Regions from separate parts of the Cyprinus carpio genome. Here region 2 is linked to region 1. A link is a contact called in public Hi-C data. All regions are on one chromosome and are shown on one strand. The core of a region is the stretch at or near the end of the contact, and the rest is flanking DNA. Distances in the headings are between cores, read along the strand shown. Region 1 holds the start of ssbp4 (single-stranded DNA-binding protein 4). Region 2 has its middle 20 kb from the start of tmem59l.

Region 1 (3,101 bases), core at 429-2,928:
GTCCTCCCAAGTGGTTCCACCAAGCAAACTTCCCAAGGACGCCAATGGGTGATGTCTAAACTTGGTTAGTGCATCCTAAACCTAAATCAGCTGCTTAAGGTTAATGACACTTTTGCTTGACTAGTGCCGACAAATGTATTAACCTCCAACAACAGAACAAAGCCTGTGTGGTCACAACACGTGAAACGGTAACCTGCGGTGTTAATGCGGTGCCCGTGGCAACAACACTTGAGGAGCCGTCTACATCCTCTCACAACCTGCGTTCGAGCATGTCCACTAGCTGACCATTTCAGACCCCTAACTGACCATTTCAGACCATTAATGGACGTGTACACCTTGTTTGTACGCAAACTGTTGCAGACACCTGGTACGTGGCAAACTTTTGGGAAGCTTTTTACACAAAAACCACTGCATAACACTGAAATGAATAGTTTCAAAGTCAAAAAAAACATCAGAGACAAAAAAAAACAGAAAAACCACCAACAACAGCACTTTCTTCCAGAACTTCCATACAAAGACGGTCTTGTGAGCAATTTCTCTTGGATGCTGATCTCCTATACATCATATTCAGGGTCTTCTCAACAAACTAAACTTCTAACAACAATATACAACTCTGAAACAGTGTTACATCTCCACAATCATCTGACTCACATACTAAGTGTCTTATCATCGTCTACAAGTCTGACACAGTAACCTTCGACCCCATAAGACAGATTTATGAATATTACAGGTCACTTTATTACATTTAAGGGTTGTAAGGTTGCTTCTATGGCAACAGATTGTACACAACAGTGGAAAGATCACATTGTTATGTACTACCATAAAATATTACAGTATGCAGTGTGGAAAAGTCAGCAAAACTTGAAGCAACACGAGTTTTAGTTAAAAAAAAAGGTACTTTGCGCTTCAACAAACCACAACATATTAAAATAATCGGGGAATATGTGTCGGAATTACGAAAATAACTTATTTATCAGTTAGCTTTGAAGCCAAAACGTGCAAATGCACAGGCGATGATAAAAAAACAGCGCAAAAAAAAAAAAAATAAAACAAAACAAAACAAAAACTAACGGCGGATAAAGACCCAAAAGACTTTAAAATGCGTTTAAAAACCACCCAAACTCTTAAACAACATTTAATGCACGCAGCAAAATATCTATTAAAAAAAAGAACAACAGCATATAACGTTGATGCAAAAGACACACAAGCTTTAAAATGAGAGATGCGAGCATGCAACATCACTCAGACTAGATGCACTGCTTCGAGTGTTGACGTGCGCACCCAAACTTAAATAAAATCGAAAATGCACGGACAACTCAAAGCATTAAAGTGCTACAAGCGGCTATAAAGTTAGGAAGACTCCGGGACGATCACTCCACAGCGCAAGTTCGCACTAAATACACCTTCAAACAATAGTACGCGCAGTTTTAGAAAGTTGCGAGTCCGTAATAAGCAAAGCGAGACTCTTTAAAGCGCGCGCGATTCACTTACTTTTCTCTCGCTTGACTATCGGAAGGGACGACAGCTCCTTTACCTTTGGCGTACATGCTGGACTCTGTTTTAAGACTTTTACCCCACTCAACACCTGTCAAAGAAAGCAGCCAGGAAAACGTTCTATCTCCATAGCTACCCCCTTTAGTGTTTTCCCTCCCCCTCCTCCTCTCTCTTTTTTTTTACATCTCCAACATTGGCCACAAATCAGGCACAGTTTCTATTGGGGGGACTTGAAACAGGTCGCTGGTGATTTTTTTCCCTCTCTCGCGCTGTTCTAGGAATGCGCTCTGCCTCCCGCCGCGTCGGGAACGGTGGGGGCCTCTTAAAGGGGAACGCACACTCTCTTCCAGTGTTTACTAGGCTCAGGGACTGATATGGGAAAGACGCTAACATTGCCTCGGGCCTTCGTTTATGACTTTTAACGTTTTTAAAGTAAGAATTTACGCTTGTGTTCCGAGATTGGAAATCTGAGGCATTTTATTGCCACATTTTTTTGTACGTCCAGTCATATAATTGAGGGTTTGTTTAACAATTTTGTAATATGATGCGGTTTGGTTTGTAGTATTGCTATCTGATATCTTTTTTTGTCATTTAGATTGTGTTTGTGCGCAAACTATACACAATATTTAAAGGGACATGACACCTTTTTAAGAGCTGTAGCGGAGCTGTAATCAGAATCCAAAAATTGAGTAGCCTGCTTGAAATTGGATTATGTTACATTTTATAAAGCATAATTAGAACGCCATTACTTTTTATGGATTACATATTCACATAATTCAACAACACATTTGCATCTTAACAGTTCTCTGATGTCGGTTAATGGTCACATTCATATGCAAGTAAACAAACAAAAGATTTCTTCTTGATTGTTTTGATCTTCAAAAAAAAATGTTTTCATTTTACATTTATGATTTAATCATTAGCTTTTCTTTAGTTTACTTTATCAGTATAGTGAACAACAGACCTTAATCTGGGGTGCGTTTCCCAAAAGCAACTATGGTCGCAAGGTCTGTTCTTACCAATATAGTTCAATGGAACTAACGACCATAGTAAGCTAACAATGTTTTTGGGAAATGCACCCCAGGGTAGTCACCATATTGAATTTAACGCGGATGAAAATGAGGCTGTGAAGGATCGACTGCAGTCTTTACAACGCAACACACTGTATAAAGCTCCAAGATCATGTAATTTTCATAACTCACAACAAATGTTTTATGGAGTTTTTTTGTCTGCTGAAAGTTTTTTTTTTCCAGAAAGACATTTCGTCAGCTGAACAACTAAGCCTATTTTGTTAAATAACAGTACAATCCAATGAACGCACTGTATTTCTGTTGCTCACAGCCTTGTTTTCATTTCATATGGCACTCTGACTAAGATCTATTAATCATTACAAGTTAAAGGGATAGTTCACCCAAAAATCCATATGAATCAAAGGGTTTAATCCAAATACTGTGTTGAGATACAATTGTGTAATATGATAAACTGGTTTAATTTGAGCTTTCATTCACATGCAAACAAACATATATAGAGCACAGTAAATATCTAATACCTAAATTAAATCTGTTCATCATAGAAAGCAATTGTATCTCTTCACAAGCTCAGTTTAT
Region 2 (2,889 bases), core at 133-2,632, 39 kb after region 1:
GATCCTGTAGGCCCCACTGCTGGCAGCAGCTTTTATTTTATGTGGACGTCTCGTGTTGGGTTACAGCACCAGCTAAACATATGATCTTCATTACAGGCTGGAGCAGGAACGTATGGTGCTCGCTGACTGGTGATGCTGGACAGATAGAATTGGAGCGAGGCGTTAATACTTACCATGCTGACATCCGCTGCCAGACTGGGGGTAAAAGTCAGCAGCTAAATCTGACATCAAACGCATATAGTATCTTCAGCGAAATCTGAGATGCGGTTTTATCTATGCGCTGAATTGTACCATGAGATATCTGACGGGGTCATGTAGAGACGAGGCGCGTGGCGTATAAGTAAACGAAATCTCTCCGTGCATCACCACTGTACACTGGGGCTGTAGATTTTACAAATAGCAGTAATGCGATAAATAAGAACATAATAGCATTTCCATGAGAAATGCAACTCTATATAAATCTCATTGAATTATTCATGAATCTTTGTCTTTGAGCGTTACAGACCGCACAGGATATTCAAGATTCAGGTATCGGCAGATTTATCCAGATTAACATTGTTAATTTTGTGTTTGTGTGTGCTTTGACAGCATGATCAGCCAGTTGTGAAAATGCTGTAATTGTAGTCGTAGAGTAGTCGTAGAGCGACTACTTGTGATTGCAAGTAGTTGCTCTACGAGAGGACAATGAGAGATGCTGCCTTCATCCACCGGTGTCGCTGTTGGACAGTTTTACTTCATAAAGATGAGTCCGTTTCATCCACTATTCGATCTCATATTGAGTTTTGTTTTATTTTTTTGTACCATCAATTATTTTATCGTTTATTCCTTCTCGTTTTTTTGAGCCAGCACTGCCTCCCGTGCCTCCTCCGAGAAAACAGCCCAGGTTAAATGAAAGTCATCTGGGTTAAAGATGACGGGGTTCACAAAAACACGGCGCCACAAATGTTATTACATACATAATAGCATACAAAAGGTCAACAATTCGGCAAATTATAGGAATTCTTAGGTCAAGCACCTTTAAAATCTCTGTCATATCCAGAATTAATCCATATCCAGTTTGTTTTATTGTGCTGATGAGAGTCTAACTCTCTATTTCATTGTCTGGGCCTTAGCATCTATTGTTCCCCTCCAAAATATTTAGATCTCACATTTCCATAATACGACGGGATTGTGAACATTCACATTTATTGCGTCTTTATCCTAAGTCCATTCTCTCCGTAAAATCAGAACGGCACAGTATTTTATAACGCTCCCTTATCAGCTTCGGGGTTTAGTTATTTACTTTAAAATGGACTAATTTCTTATTCTAGCGGAGGGGGGAACGGCTGCTGACTTGAACAGCTGCTTCATGACCCAAAAAACTGTCAGTCTTTCCCTGGAATAAATTGTGGACTGTTCCATTTCCGACGAAGGGGGGGGCGACTGTGTGGAGAAAGACATGCGGAGGGAAAACCGGCGTTAATTACGTCAGGATTTGTTTTGTGAAAGAAAATACGCATGAAACTTATTCTTAAATACATATCTGATCGATTAGAGTGAGTGTAAGGGTGGTGTTTGAACGATTAAAAGTTTATATTTGTGTGCGTATACCTCGGTGTTTTGTCGCTCCGATTCGGGTAGGCTCATAGTAGAATCAATTCACAGAGAGGGGAGCTTGAAACCGTGCTCTCGTGCCCGCGCGCCGAGTTTGGTGAGCGGCGTGTTGGGTATCTCAGAGCTGAACTCTGGGTGTAAGATGTGTGATAAGCTGTCCGTTTCCTCAACTCCATCTCCAGGAGACATATGCACTGATGTTTAAATATGTCTAACATTAACGCACGTTTGAGAATGCGAGAAGCAGGCGTTGCGCGCGCATTCGTTCTGTTGCGGAAATTAAAACATTCTTTGCGTTCTTTAAGTCTTAAAGTTTCTCTTTAGGTCAGTCTGCTGGCAGGGTTTTGAAAGCTAGATATGTTTTTACCGCGTGGGCGTCAAGGAGTCTGAACGCAAACATTACGGTTTCTTTTCCTCCCGAGGTTCTCGTGGGTTTGATGCACTTGGTTAATTTGATTGACAGACGTCAAGTGTTACTCGCGCAACTCCTTTGTGACGTCACGCGCCGTCAAACTCATGAATTATGTATATATTATGCATACTTATGAAAAGCAAAGGATGATATTTGATGTGTACTTTGTTTTTTTGTTTTTTTTAGCTCATCCTAAAAATTGGCAGACGTCAAAGTCATACCATAAACATTTTTTTATGTTTTTAATATACTTTTTAGATCATATATATATATATATATATATATATATATATATATATATATATATATATATATATATATATACACACACACAAAGCTTTTTGTTAAAGAGAGATTATTTCTTTATTTACTCATGTTTTAATTCATTATGGAGTGGACTGATTGGTTATTACACAAAAATGTGGATGTGCATCCACACATTTTTATGGAAAAATGCACAGGTATTTTGATACAAGACTGTCTGACATGTAATTTTTTCCCCGTATATTATTTTTGCTGTCTGAGCTGATGATGTAGCGTGAAATGTGAGCTGGCAATTCTTGCATATAGATGTTCTTTGTTTATTTTTATTTTTTATTCTTGATTATTGCTCTGTACAACAGTGATGTCAAACAAATACACAGATATTTTAGTGTCATGCCGTATGCATATTTGGTGGTCCATAAATGACCACATTCGTAAAACCTTCCAGAAAGCACCTACTTATGCATACATGAGATGATTATGGAAAACAGGCGATATCATATTCATACCATTTAGTTTCTCTCACTGTCTTTCATTATTCTGTTCATTTCTACAGGGCCCTGTATGACAGCGAGTTTGGCTCTTCAGTGCACTGCAGGCTGACTTTACCAGCAGGCTGG

What was found. Hi-C and Micro-C count contacts between places; a contact is called where the count stands out from the background.
Region 2: a Hi-C map of liver shows a contact between it and region 1, with 7 times the contacts expected there. The contact joins the enhancer-like site here to the promoter of ssbp4 in region 1. A contact is called at or near these places in 8 of 8 Hi-C or Micro-C datasets (liver, red blood cells and skeletal muscle).

What each region holds. Positions count from the first base shown.
Region 1 is chrB22:25,210,373-25,213,473 of ASM1834038v1, forward strand. It overlaps ssbp4 (single-stranded DNA-binding protein 4), which reads right to left and starts at 1,679. Exons shown (of 17, transcript XM_042749552.1): 1 at 1,492-1,679. The coding sequence starts at 1,547.
Region 2 is chrB22:25,249,424-25,252,312 of ASM1834038v1, forward strand. No RefSeq gene overlaps it. Among protein-coding and RNA genes, the nearest start is that of tmem59l, 20 kb to the right of the region's middle. Within about 2 kb of position 1,383, at least 8 of the 8 cell types and tissues checked have an H3K27ac peak or open chromatin away from gene starts, as enhancers often do. A contact at or near this core is called in liver and skeletal muscle, where this site is marked.